Regions from separate parts of the Mus musculus genome. Here regions 2, 3 and 4 are each linked to region 1. Evidence: chromatin contacts called from public promoter capture Hi-C data. All regions are on one chromosome and are shown on one strand. Each heading gives the region's core, a stretch centred on a gene start, on an enhancer-like site or on the middle of the called end of the contact. The rest is flanking DNA. Distances are from core to core; before and after follow the strand shown.

The links. Promoter capture Hi-C pulls out the DNA fragments that hold promoters and counts their contacts. Capture Hi-C pulls out chosen DNA fragments and counts their contacts.
Region 2: a promoter capture Hi-C map of adipose tissue shows a contact between it and region 1. The contact joins the promoter of Cfdp1 here to the promoter of Aars in region 1. A contact is called at or near these places in 2 of 39 promoter capture datasets (liver and pre-B cells), 1 of 484 Hi-C or Micro-C datasets (CD4 T cells), 1 of 115 datasets of contacts at active chromatin or transcription factors (bone marrow-derived macrophages) and 1 of 9 other capture datasets (adipose tissue).
Region 3: a contact with region 1 is called in a promoter capture Hi-C map of liver, with 4 times the contacts expected there. The contact joins the promoter of Zfp1 here to the promoter of Aars in region 1. A contact is called at or near these places in 3 of 39 promoter capture datasets (liver and pre-B cells), 1 of 484 Hi-C or Micro-C datasets (CD4 T cells), 2 of 115 datasets of contacts at active chromatin or transcription factors (memory CD8 T cells and pancreatic cancer cells) and 1 of 9 other capture datasets (pancreatic islet).
Region 4: a contact with region 1 is called in a promoter capture Hi-C map of pre-B cells, with 4 times the contacts expected there. The contact joins the promoter of Gabarapl2 here to the promoter of Aars in region 1. A contact is called at or near these places in 2 of 39 promoter capture datasets (liver and pre-B cells) and 1 of 484 Hi-C or Micro-C datasets (cardiomyocytes).

What each region holds. Positions count from the first base shown.
Region 1 is chr8:111,032,543-111,035,484 of GRCm38.p6, reverse strand. Aars (alanyl-tRNA synthetase) reads right to left here and starts at 1,643. Exons shown (of 21, transcript NM_146217.4): 1 at 1,222-1,643.
Region 2 is chr8:111,852,696-111,855,865 of GRCm38.p6, reverse strand. It overlaps Cfdp1 (craniofacial development protein 1), which reads left to right and starts at 1,529. Exons shown (of 7, transcript NM_011801.2): 1 at 1,529-1,722. The coding sequence starts at 1,659.
Region 3 is chr8:111,642,054-111,645,086 of GRCm38.p6, reverse strand. Zfp1 (zinc finger protein 1) reads right to left here and starts at 1,644. Exons shown (of 4, transcript NM_001037665.2): 1 at 1,475-1,644.
Region 4 is chr8:111,938,973-111,941,998 of GRCm38.p6, reverse strand. Gabarapl2 (gamma-aminobutyric acid (GABA) A receptor-associated protein-like 2) reads right to left here and starts at 1,296. Exons shown (of 4, transcript NM_026693.5): 1 at 1,147-1,296; 2 at 784-839. The coding sequence starts at 1,180.

The DNA of each region.
Region 1 (2,942 bases), core at 394-2,893:
GTGCCCCCATAGGGTGGCCACTACATACAGACTACACCAGAGTTGTATACTGGGATCTAACATGTCCATTACCCTATGAAGACTGAAGGCTGTTGAAAGCTGTGTCCCCACTCTGACCATCCCAGAGCTCGGGAGGCTGAGGAAGGAAAATGGAGGGTTGGAGGTTTCCAGGTCAGAGACCCAGCCCCCAATAAATAAATAAATAAATGAATAAATAAATAAAGTTTCCAACATTAAAACTTGTTCTTTCCTCAATATACATAACACGTCTGTAGCAGAGGCAGGTCCGAAAACAGTACATCCCAGCAGGGGCTTAAAAGGCCTTCAGAACTTTTATTTATTTGTTTGTATTTGCAAGCTTGGGGCCAGACCCAGGGCCTTGAATTACAAGGTGACTTCAGCCACAGGACCTTGTAACATATTTCCATTTACAAGCTAGCCGTTCTGCCTGGCCTCTCCTTTCCCTTCTTCCTAATGAGGTCGTTTTGATCAATCACAAAGAAACATACTTAAGCAAACCTTTCCTTTCTTCACCAGGTCTCTCCTCTTTATACTGTCTCCTAGCCTCAAATGATTTATTTGGTGTGACTATTTAATGCTCACCTCCCAATCACAGTCTATGTTACATCTCAGTAGGAATCCTGGCTGGCTTCACTTCACCGTTACAGTGTATTTTCAGTATCTAGTAAAGTGGTCGTCACCCATGCTCATGATTAATTATACTAATCTGTAAATAGCATGCTCTGCACTAACATACTCCAAAGCACACCAGGAAACTTAGACTGTTTGAAAAAATTGCTGAATATATTTGTTCGGGTGAACCTGAAGGTATCAACTATTCTGTTTTTAAGAATCGAATCGGGCCGAGGGTCGTAGCACACGCCTTTGGTCCCACCACTCTTGAAGATCTCTGTGAGTCGAGACCAGCCTGGTCTACATAGTGAAACCCTGTCTCAAAACAGCAACAGAAAGAAGCGAGTCTGGAGTGCTGGCTCACGCCTGTAATTCCAGCACTTGAAATGCTGAGGCAGGAGAACTGCCGCGAGTTCAAGGCCAGCCCGGGTTACAGAGTTGAGTTCAGGCCAGTCTGGGGTAAGGTGTGAGAACCTAATAAAGAATGAATGAAGATGCCTCTTAGAGAGACTCCATTTATCTTAGTCACCCTGCTCTTCAGGCCTGGTTCCCTAACCCCCTAAGAGATTAAAATTAGAGGAGACAAACCCTTAGCTCTGGGTGGCGACTGAAGAGCAACCGCGATCTTCCCAAGGTCTTGGTCCTCTGCAAGTCCACCAGAAACCACACCACTCTCAGTGCTCCGAGGGAATAGCAAAAGCTACTCTCGAGATCCGGCTCCTGCGGAGACCGGGTCCTGACCCAGGCCAGGGGCGGGACCGCCCGGCAGCCCGCTGCAGCTGCCCCTCCCCCTCCAAGCGCCGGCTCTTCTCGTAGAGCTCTCGGGGCTCACTTGCTTTTTTTCCCGAGGGTCCGGGTCCCCAGGTCCTTCCTTGCCCGGAGCCCACCGCCACTCGCCGGCAGTTACCTGCTCCCTCAGATGCGCACAAGAAGCTATACTCACCCGCCACAACCGGTGCCAGAGCCGTACCTCACCATCCAATCAGAGCGCTCTGATGAAAAGTGACCCGCTACGCCTTGTCATCCTCTGATATGATTGGTCCACTGGCATGCCAATCATTCGGAGCGCGAATGAGCTAACAAGCCGGTTTCTGGGAAGGCTCCTGGGCTCGGCTGATGCAATGCTCAAGAAAGCTAGGACATGGAGTGTCACGTGACAGGGTTGACTATTGGCTTCAGGAGGCAGACATTTTGGGTTCTATTGGCAAAGCCCTAATAGTTGACAGTTAACAAGAGGAATGAAAACATGAATTTGGTGGCGATCACAGATTTTGGCATAGAACTGTTTAACTGCAAAGTGATACACGTACCTCAAAGGTTCGTTTTTCGGCCTTTTGAAACGGAGCAAGGTGGTCTTGAAATCAGGGGATTTGCCAGTCTTGCAGGTGTGCACCAATCAAATGTTCTTATTGTTATCGCGTATAGATCGGCATGCCTTCTTTAACGGTACCCTGGACTGAAATAAGTGCTTCAACCACGCCGAAGCGCTTTGGCACTGACTGATACGTCCGGTTCTCTCTTTGAGACAGGGTCTGGATAAATTGTCCAGGTTGGCCTTGAATTTTTCACTCTTGTCTTAGCCTCCGGAGTAGGAGGCAGTACAGTCCTGTGACATTAGGCATAGCTTTATATTTGTCCTTCAGGTCCCAATAAGAAGAAATTCGGGTCTTGATTTTGAAGAGGAAGAAATGACGTAACCCAAGTTAAAGGACATCTGTCCCTCTGTTTGCTTTAGAAAACAAGTCAACATTCTTAGGAAACGCCTACAACGGTGACGCACATCCATAGTCCCAGCACTTGAGAGCCAAGAGGATCAGAGCTTAAGGCTACCCTTGGGCCTTGGGCACAGTCTCAAAATAACACACACAAAACCTAAAATCTATAGGTAAGGCATCACACTAAAAAGTTCACACACCGTTTAATTTTTAAACTGTATTATCAGGTCTGCTAGTACCACTTTTTCACAGATGAGGAAACCCCAAATTACACGAAAACTTTTTCATGATGTACAGCTTTACAGAACAAAGAGAGTCATAAGTCAAGGTAATTTTAAAATATAGTGATGGTTATATCTGAAAGGCGACTATAGCAAGATGGAAAGCTTTTCTATAGACCCAAGATGTTATCTGATGGCATCTTTAGCTTTTTGGATGGTGGAAGCCAGTGGTCTGGTAAGTTAATAGATTCCAAATGGTTTCTATCTGTTAGTACAAGACTTTATTAGTTCAAACACAGAAATGGACAAAGAATGGTTGTTTTCAGAAGGCCAGAACTAGTCCAAGACAAATTCAATTAGCCTGTGAGCTTAC
Region 2 (3,170 bases), core at 280-2,779, 820 kb before region 1:
TCTAAAAAAGAGTATTACTATGTAGTGTTGACTGACCTGGAACACTTTATGAAGATCAAGCTGGCCTTGAACTCACAGAGATCTCCCTGTCTCTGTCTCCTGATTGTTGGAATTAAAATCGTGTGCCATCACCACACAGGGCTTTCTGCCTCATTCTGTTAAGCATCTCAGCATAAGGGCCAGAGGAGGTGACATGCTTAAATTTGAGGGCACAATTAAGCATTGGGTCACATTCTTCTACGTCACCTTCCCCAGCCCCCTTTAGATGTATTCCACACTGATATTTTGACGGCTGTGAACTCTTAGGCTGATTCCCATTGCCATCCCATTGGTCAACTCCCACCAGGTTTTACCCACTCATCCAGAGCATTGGTTGGTCCTCCCGATGTCTCTGCTAAAATTTCCTATTGGTTGTTCCTACGGATTTCTCTGCTAAGATTTCCTCATCTTCCTCCTTCATGTGCTCCGAGAGTTCGATTATTCTCAGTACAGTATGCATTATATTCTCATCACAGTTTTAAAAAAATGTGTGTATATATATATATATATAAAGGCGTGCGCCACCACGCCCGGCAGAAGGTGATTTCTGAGGGACTAGGGGCATGGCTCAGTGGGTGAAGGTGCTTGCTGCACTGTACTACATACATGCCTGGTGCCTATTGAGGTCAGAACCAGGGCGGTAGTGAACCGCCATGTTGGGGATGCTAGGAACCAAACCTAGTTTTGCTGCAGAAGCAACAAGTACTGTTAACCTTTGGGCCGTCTCGCCAATCCTCACATACTCACAAATTTAACTGCTTTTCCATCCATCTTTCCCGTTGTTTCAAAAGTGTCAATCTAGCACTTTGTGTAGTGGCTTCCCTCACAGATAAGCGGATTTCCTTTTGTCTTTTAGTGATTATCGGATTGTTGATTCATTAATGCTGAACTTACTGCCAACAGTACTTGTAACTCAGGCCTGAATGTAGCTTACTTAACAGGCCGAGTTTCTCAGGAAAGAGCGTCGCAGTCTTCTTGCGCTTAGAATATTAGACAGAGTTTCGGTAGTGTTCTTGGGAGCAATTTTAGGCAGAAAAAAAAAAAAAACAAACAAAAACAAAAATGCAGGGAAAAGGCACAAAAACTGCATTAAAGAATTCGATTCTAGCGAGAGAATTGAATCAAAAAGGCAGAGCCTCAGCCTTGCTCAAAAGTTGATGGGAACTTTAGCATCTATCTATTCAGCTTTCAGTTTTTACTCGCTGAGCATATCCGGGAGCGACATTTTAATCTCTGATTTTAGAGTTAGAAAAAATATTAGCTTGTGAGCAAATTTCAAAATAAAAAGACAAGTATAAAGAGAAAGTACTATTTCCGCAGATAAGCCATTCTCCATTAAGGACGCACGGTACCGTTGAAAACTACAAGCCCCAGCATGCATCGCTTCTGAGAGGTGGGGGTCCGGAATCCCACAAGGGCCCGGTGAGTGTAGACTGACCAATCGCAGCAGCCGGAAGTGTCGTCTCTGACCACGTGGCACTGCCTGCGCATGTGCGCTCGCCTCTAGGGCGGCCCTAGCTGCTGGTCCTGTACCCCTATGGTCTCGCCCTATATCTAGCTTCGCTATTTTGGGGCAGTGGCCGCAGTCGTGTGGGTAGCAGGCCCCAAGTGACAGCAGCATGGAGGAATTCGACTCCGAAGACTTCTCCACATCGGACGAGGATGAGGACTACTTGCCGTCCGGTGAGCGATTCGGCCTGAGGCGAAAGGAGGGTGGTTTCCACGCTTCACACCTCACTCGAGACTCTCCCGGACGGTCCCCAGGGCGTGGGCCTCGTGATCGCGAGGTCCCCACGGCCCGTGGGCTCCGGAGTTCGGGTTATCAGGACCCCGGCCCTCAGGCGGCCTGGAACACGCATGTGTCGGTTCTGCATAGCTGCTGTCCTGGGCCGCCGCCCCCTCGGAGCGCGGGAACAGGCGCGTGAAGCCCGCAGGCTGAGCGTACTACCTACCTACCGGCTGGTTCTGGAAGCCGACCCGGACATTGGAGATTGTTTTTAGGGAATTGCCAGCTTCCTTCACGTCCGAAACTCAATTGTCCGCCTCTGGGTTCGGAAGGGATCGGCTTGTTAGAAAGTTGATGTGATAATGTGTTTTCCCTCTTTGCAGGAGCTACCCATCGTCCTCTTTTAAGAACTTTTTCAAAAGTTTTATTTTTAGAGATTTTATGGCACGTATATCAGTGTTTTTTCCTGAATGTCTGTCTGTCTCTGTACATCATGTGTGTGCCTAGGGCTTCTGGGACTGGAGTTACAGGTGGTTGTAGAGCTGAGTCGTCTCGCCAGCCCCTTATTATTTTTGTGTATGTATGGCGGTGCATTCAGGTGGCCAAAGAGGACAGAAGGGGGTATCGGGTCCCCAGGTGAAGGAGTTACACTCAGTTGTGAGCCGCCCGACTCTGGAACCAAAGTCAGATCCTTTGGAATGAAGCGCACACTCTTTTTTTTTTTTTTTTTTTTTTTTTTTTTTTTTTGAGACAGGGTTTCTCTATAGCCCTGGCTGTCCTGGAACTCACTTTGTAGACCAGGCTGGCCTCGAATCCACCTGCCTCTGCCTCCCAAGTGCTGGGATTAAAGGCATGCGCCACCACGCCCGGCTGAAGCGCACACTCTTAATGGCCTAGCTATCTTTTTTTTCTTGGGGTGCGGTAGAGGAGCACACTAAGAATCCAGCTTATGCGAGGTCCAGACAAATCTTTTAAACATTTATGTGTGTGAGTGTTTTGCCTACATGCACATCTATTTGTATGTATCTACATGTATATTTAGTGTCTTCAGAGCCTAGAATAGGTATTAATATCCCCTGGAAGTCGAATTATAGACGATTGTGGACCCTTGAATCGGGGCTAGGGATTGTAAGTGGACCCTTTGAAAAAGCAACCCGTGTTCTTAACTTCAGCCAGTATGTCTTTTTTGTTTTGTTTTGTTTCGAGACAGGGTTTCTCTTTGTAGCCCTGGCTATCCTGGCACTCACTCTGTAGACCAGGCTGGCCTTGAACTCAGAAATCCGCCTGCCTCTGCCTCCCGAGTGCTGGGATTAAAGGCGTGCACCACCAATGCCCAACTACCAGTACATCTTAATACCAAAACATACTCCCTTCTCATCTTGTACCTTGCCCTGGCTTAGGCGTT
Region 3 (3,033 bases), core at 395-2,894, 610 kb before region 1:
GAGGGACTGGAGAGATCAATGCCTAGAGAGAGATCAGACAGAGCCACCTGCTTTACTTGCGAAAATGTTAAAACTTTGTAAAGATTTATTTAATATATGTAAGTACACTGTCACTGTCTTCAGACACACCAGAAGAAGGCATCAGATCCCACTACAGACGGTTGTGAGCCACCATGTGGTTGTTGGGATTTGAACTCAGGACCTTCAGAAGAGCAGTCAGTGCTTTTACCCCACTGAGCCATCTCTCCAGCCCAGTAAGAGATTTTTTTTTTTTTTTTTTTTTTTTTTTTTTTTTTTTTTTTTTTTTTTGGAGACAGTGTTTCTCTGTGTAGCCCTGGCTGTCCTGGAACTCACTTTGTAGAAATCCGCCTGCCTCTGCCTCCCAAGTGCTGGGATTAAAGGCGTGCGCCACCATGCCCGGCAAGAAATCATTTTAACCTCAGTAGTCTGTCACTTTTCTGTTCTTATAGCCACTTTAATGACTGTCTGCTGTGCCAGGAAACCGCAAAAGCTATGCCCAGCTGCCGTGAAGAACAGACTGTGTTCAAACAATAAGAAACCACAAGAACTGTGCCCTGCTGCCCGTGAAGAGAACACTGTGTTTAAGAGATAAGGAAATGTACTTTTGCTTAGCTTTCATTTCAAAGAAACGGGGGTTGGAGGTTCGGGATTACTGGAATTTATGTAACCATGGATTTTTTTTTTTAGAAAATGATTAACAGCGGTAAAAAGATTTAATGAATAAATCTTTAGTAAATAAAAGACTGGGTTCAGTTTCTGACAAGAGAACACATGAACTGACAGCTTGTATCCACTACTGACTCATATATTATTCAGTCAGCACCACTCCCACTCACCCCTTTCTCAGGACCATCCTCACCTCAAGCTGAGGCTGGACCTCGGCAACATACTTATATGAAAACTTTTACCCAAGCTAAACAGAAAAGTCAATATTAGAAAAAAAGAAAAGCCAATGTTAGGAAAAAAAAAAAGAAAAAGAAAAATCTGTTATACTGACGCTCAAACCGGAAGTAACGGGATAGACGTGATAATTCCGTGACAATATAACTGGAAACACCAGACACCAGGAACAAGGAGGTTCCAGGAGCCCGCAAAGCCACCGTGGGGGCGTGGCTAGCACCGTGAGCCCCGCCCCCACACCCTCGTGGAGGGTCAAGCGCGCGCCCGCCCGCCAGGCTTCCAGACTCGCCCCCGCGCGGCCTGAGCCCCGCGACGGCCAGCAGTGGCGCGTCTCCCCCCAAAGGGAGGCTGAGCCCGGGAGCTGCCCGTCCTCCTCCGACCCCACACACGCCGACCGCGAACAGCCCATAGGGACCGACTCTCAGAAGAGCTCGAGGCCCGACCCTACGCCCAGGGGTCGCCGCGGCCCGCAAGGCGTCGAAGTTGAGACTCCCACTCCGGCGCAGACGCGACCTTCCTCCCGGGCCCGCGCATCCCGGCCTTGCAGACATACCTGGAGGGGTCTAGCCTCCACTCGCGGTTCCGGGTCACGAGGCTCGCGGAGAAGGGGGCTCTTGTCACCCACTCGCGACTGCAGGTGGGGGAAGGGCGAGCGCTAGCGCTTTTGCGCAAGCGTGCACCTTGTGGAGCGAGCGGCCGTTCCCAGAGTCCTCGGAGCTGTGACGCTGAGGTGTAGGACTACAATTCCCATAATGCCTCTGAGCCGCGCTGCTAGGAACTCTGGGAAACGTACGCATTATTAGTTGGGTAGGGACCGTTTTTTCCAAGTTAACAGTCTGGTTTGTGTTACGGTCCCTTTCATCTTCCTGTGCTGTTAAAAACCCGGATTTGGAGTAACTGATTAAAACTTTCAACAACAAAATATGTGCGTTAAAGCAAATCTCAACCGCACTGGAAGCACACACCTTTCTGGGTGTGGTAGTGCACGCCTTTAATTCAAGCTAGTGAGAAGTAGAAGCAAGCAGAGATCCCTGGGAGTTGGAAGACTTAGAAAGTCTCAGTCCAGTCAAGGCTACAAAGTGAGATCCCCGTGTTACACCCACCCAGACACACACATTACCACTACCACCATTTTCCTTAACCTCTCGGCTCTACAGTTACTTTTGGAAGCACTGGCACAAATAACCCCATGTTTGTTGGTTTGAGACAGGGTCTTGTCAAGCCTAGGCTGGCTTCAAACTAATGATCTTCCTGTTTCAGCTCCCTGCTTACTGGGTTCTGGAGAGGGGAGGAAGCTAAGTAAACTCACTTCAGATACAAAAGCTTCAAAATGAAAGCTTCATTTTCTGTATGGGGCAGCCAGTTCTGGATCTGAACCTCGTCCCCCAAGGGAGACTGCACTGCAGGATGGGAACACAAAGGGGGGCGGGGAGGGGCTGTTGCAGTGACTAATCATATTTTGACACAAGGAGTTAAGGAAGTTTAACATTGGTGGTTGTGCCTTATCCTGGTTTCAATGTCCTGAGTCAGCTTTTGCAGTCAAGTCCCCTCCTGGACTCTGACCTGGCATTTAGAATGATAAGGGAACTGCACGTAGTCCGTTAAATCACGACAGGAAATAAATACACTTACTATTTGCATGCCTTAGTTAGATAATGGGATAATGGCAAAACCCCCTTTTTATATCCATTACTGGTTAACACACAGACATGAAACACCTGAAGAAGCAGGATAGGAGTTGATTCTGGGATCTGGGAACATGAACTCAGTTTTGGCCCTGCCAGCAAGATGGAACTTGTTTCTGAGATGGTTAGACTCATGAAATGTCTCCTAACAGGCGAACGGTACCATGCTCAGTATGATTTTATTTCTGTTTTGACCGTGATTATGAACACTGCATAGCTGCATGCATATGGTGCACATCCATACATATAATAGTCAAAACACTCATGCACATAAAATCGTAAAAATTTGTTGTTGATGATAATTTTAACTTTGCATAAAATATACACAAAACTATTTCTGAGGCATGGGGGGGTCAGGAAGGAAAGGAACGGGGATAGAATTGATCCCAGTGCTCAGAAGTAGAGCAGCAGGAGTAGGTGAAGGCTG
Region 4 (3,026 bases), core at 47-2,546, 910 kb before region 1:
CTAGGGTTTCATCTGTCATCTTTTGATCCATAGATAGACCCTGTTAGAGCATTCCAATCCCCAACAACACTGGAAAGAAATGGATGAACTAAGGGCAAAGCTATACAACTACAGCCACCCAAGAGCCGACATTTTCATTTGGCCTGTTGCTTCTCTCTGAACAGTTAACATTTATCCTCCTGCTTCTCAAAGGGACTGTTTACAAGCAAAGCACTACAATAGTAAGACTTTATGTCCTTCAAAAATCAATAGTGATATCAGAAACGATCGCCCCAACTAGGGCAGAAAGCAGAAATAAAGCAACATACTTATTGATTAGAGGCAAAACGAGAGCATTTCAGATTTGTTAGTCAAACAAGGATGGCAGAATCAGGGTAAAGAGAAACTCGAAGTTAAAGGTCCAGCGTTAAAGATGACTACCTTGAAAGGATGCTACCGTATCCAACCCCAAATGCCAGTCTCCCTCCACCATCATTCCCCAAAGTGGCAGTGACCTGTTGCCCTGTCCTAGAACACGGTTCCTTACATAATTGGTGAGGGAGCCGAGAGGCTGCAAGCAGCTTGCTGCCCTAGATCGGGAGATTCAGCACTGGTGCCCCTGGACAGCACCAGCCCCTTAAGCCCCAAGCTTGGGCCGGCGGAACCCCAGGCTGTCCTCGGTCTCTGGGCTACACCTTGAGACCTTAAGTTCTCAACTGTTGCACGGCCTAGCGCGCCCGCCCGACACCTCTCCTAGACGCTAAGGGTGACAGCGGGGTGAGGGGGCGGGGAGTCCACACTCACCGGAACTCGGTCGGGGTACTTCGCTCTGATCTTCGCGGATTCCACGCATCTGTGTTCTGGGGAAGAAGAAAACCAGGCTGACATTCGCACTTGCCGGACAGCAGGGCCGCCGCTGCCGGAACCCCTTCTTCCTGTCCGCCCTTCTCCGCCCGCAACCTGCCTGCGTGCGTACGCCCCGAGTCCTAGCCCCGGAGTCCCTCGCCACAGATCCCCTCAGGAACTCCCAGCGAGATCCACGTAGGGCGACACGGGTCCGTGGGAGGCGCCAGGATGCCGGGGCCTTGGCGACCCAGCGGGCCCGGCAGGGCGGCGGGAGTGGGGGAGGGGCCGCGATCTGGGGCCCCGCAGGCCGACCGCGCTTACCCAGAGAGTGGTCCTCCTTAAACATCCACTTCATGGCGACGGGAAGCGACGGAGCCGGCTCTTCGAGCCGCGGACTTCGGCGAAGCGACCACAACAACAACGGAGGCGGCGGCGGCAGCGACGACTACTCCACAGGCGGGACTTCCGGCTGCCGGAGCCTAGCAACCTCCCGGGGCGGGGCTTCCGGCGGGCCTGGTAAGAGCTTCAGTAGGCTACGATTACGTGAGAGGGCGGAGCCTAAGCGGAGACCTAGGAGCGCTCCTGGGAATGGAGACTGACGTAGGTGGCTGGGAAGTCTGTGAGTGACAGTGGAGACTTTAGGAATTAGTGACTGGAATGGAGTTTCAGGATTGTGCATGACAGGCAGGTCATGGCTCATAGCTTGGAACGCTTGTAAAGGGCTCTGGAAGGGGAAGTCTGGGGCTTAAGGAGAAATGAATATTAATTTTTGGCTGGGTGAGAAGGCGGGAGCTCGGCATGGAGGGATAACCTGTTCCAAGCGCTGTGTGCAACGAGTACTGGTGACCACCTAGAGGTCTAGTATAGGAGTTGTTGCACCTAAAATTTGATTTAAACAAATCTCACTTCCCACTCACGAATACATATTTTAAACATTCATGAACACTTATGAACAAGTACCACACATACTCATTTAGTCAACGGAATATCCCTGATCACAGAGATTCTTTATCGGAAACTGTCAGAGGCGAAGTGCCAGTGTCAGGCGGGGAGGATTCCTGGGAGAGCTGGTCATAAGACACCCTAGGAGAAGGAGCTGGCAGTGGGAGTGGCTCGGCACTAACCCTGAGCTGTGGGTGTCACCTGCCCTAGGCACAAGCCTCGAGGTTCCACCCCTGTCCAAGTCGTAGCATAGTCATCCAGGAAGTCGGCTCTGGGTCACCATCTGTTTATGCACTGGTGAACACAGAACATGAATATGCAGTTAATCGGCCACCTGACCACGTGCTTATATGATCTGCCGCATCTGTAGAGCCAGTGTTTGAACCTTGTCATCAATCATTCCCTACAGTTGAAATTCCTGATAGATGCTGTGGCTATAACTTCATTCTGAAAGTATTTGTTATTTTCCACTGGGGGGAGGGGAGAGACTCAGTTCCCAGCAGGTAAAAACGCTTGGTGCCAAGCCTGCCAGACGGAGTTCAATCCTGAGGACCCAAGTGATGGAGGACAACCTGTTTACAAAGGTTATCTTCTGGCCTCAAGGCATTCACTGTGGCAAGCCTCCATACACATACACACCCAGATGCAGGGAAGATAATGAAAATCTTAAGGAAAAAAAAATTTAATTTAAAGAACTTTTAAAACTTTGTGTTAGCTGGGTGTGGTGGCCCATGCCTTTAATCCCAGTACTTGGCAGGCAGGTGGATTTCTGAGTTCAAGGCCAGCCTAGTCTACAGAGTGAGTTCCCAGACAGCCAGGGCTACACAGAGAAACCCTGTCTGGAAAAAAAAAAAAAAAAAAGACTGTGTCTGAGCAACTAGGTGTTTGTCTTCTGCAAAACAAAAAATGCATTGAGTGTTATGTTGCAGACATAACACAGTGCTGTTCTGGAGACTGGGAGAAATCCATGGAGCAAAACAAACAACACCCCTGCTGTAGCAGAGCTTTTGTGCCTTGGGAACAGAAACTAAATGTCAGGTGATGACAGGTGACATTTAGAAAAGTAAAACAGTGGATGACAAGAACATGAAGCACTGCTGGGGTGGAGGGCTACTACAGAAATTGTCAACTGCCAGGAACACAGGGGACCCCAAGTGGCTAAAGAAATGAGAAGGAGTGGGACGAGATAAGGGTCAGAAAGATCTGGAACAAACCGGTGTTTTGAGTTGCACAACTGTGACTTTTACCATCAGGTAACA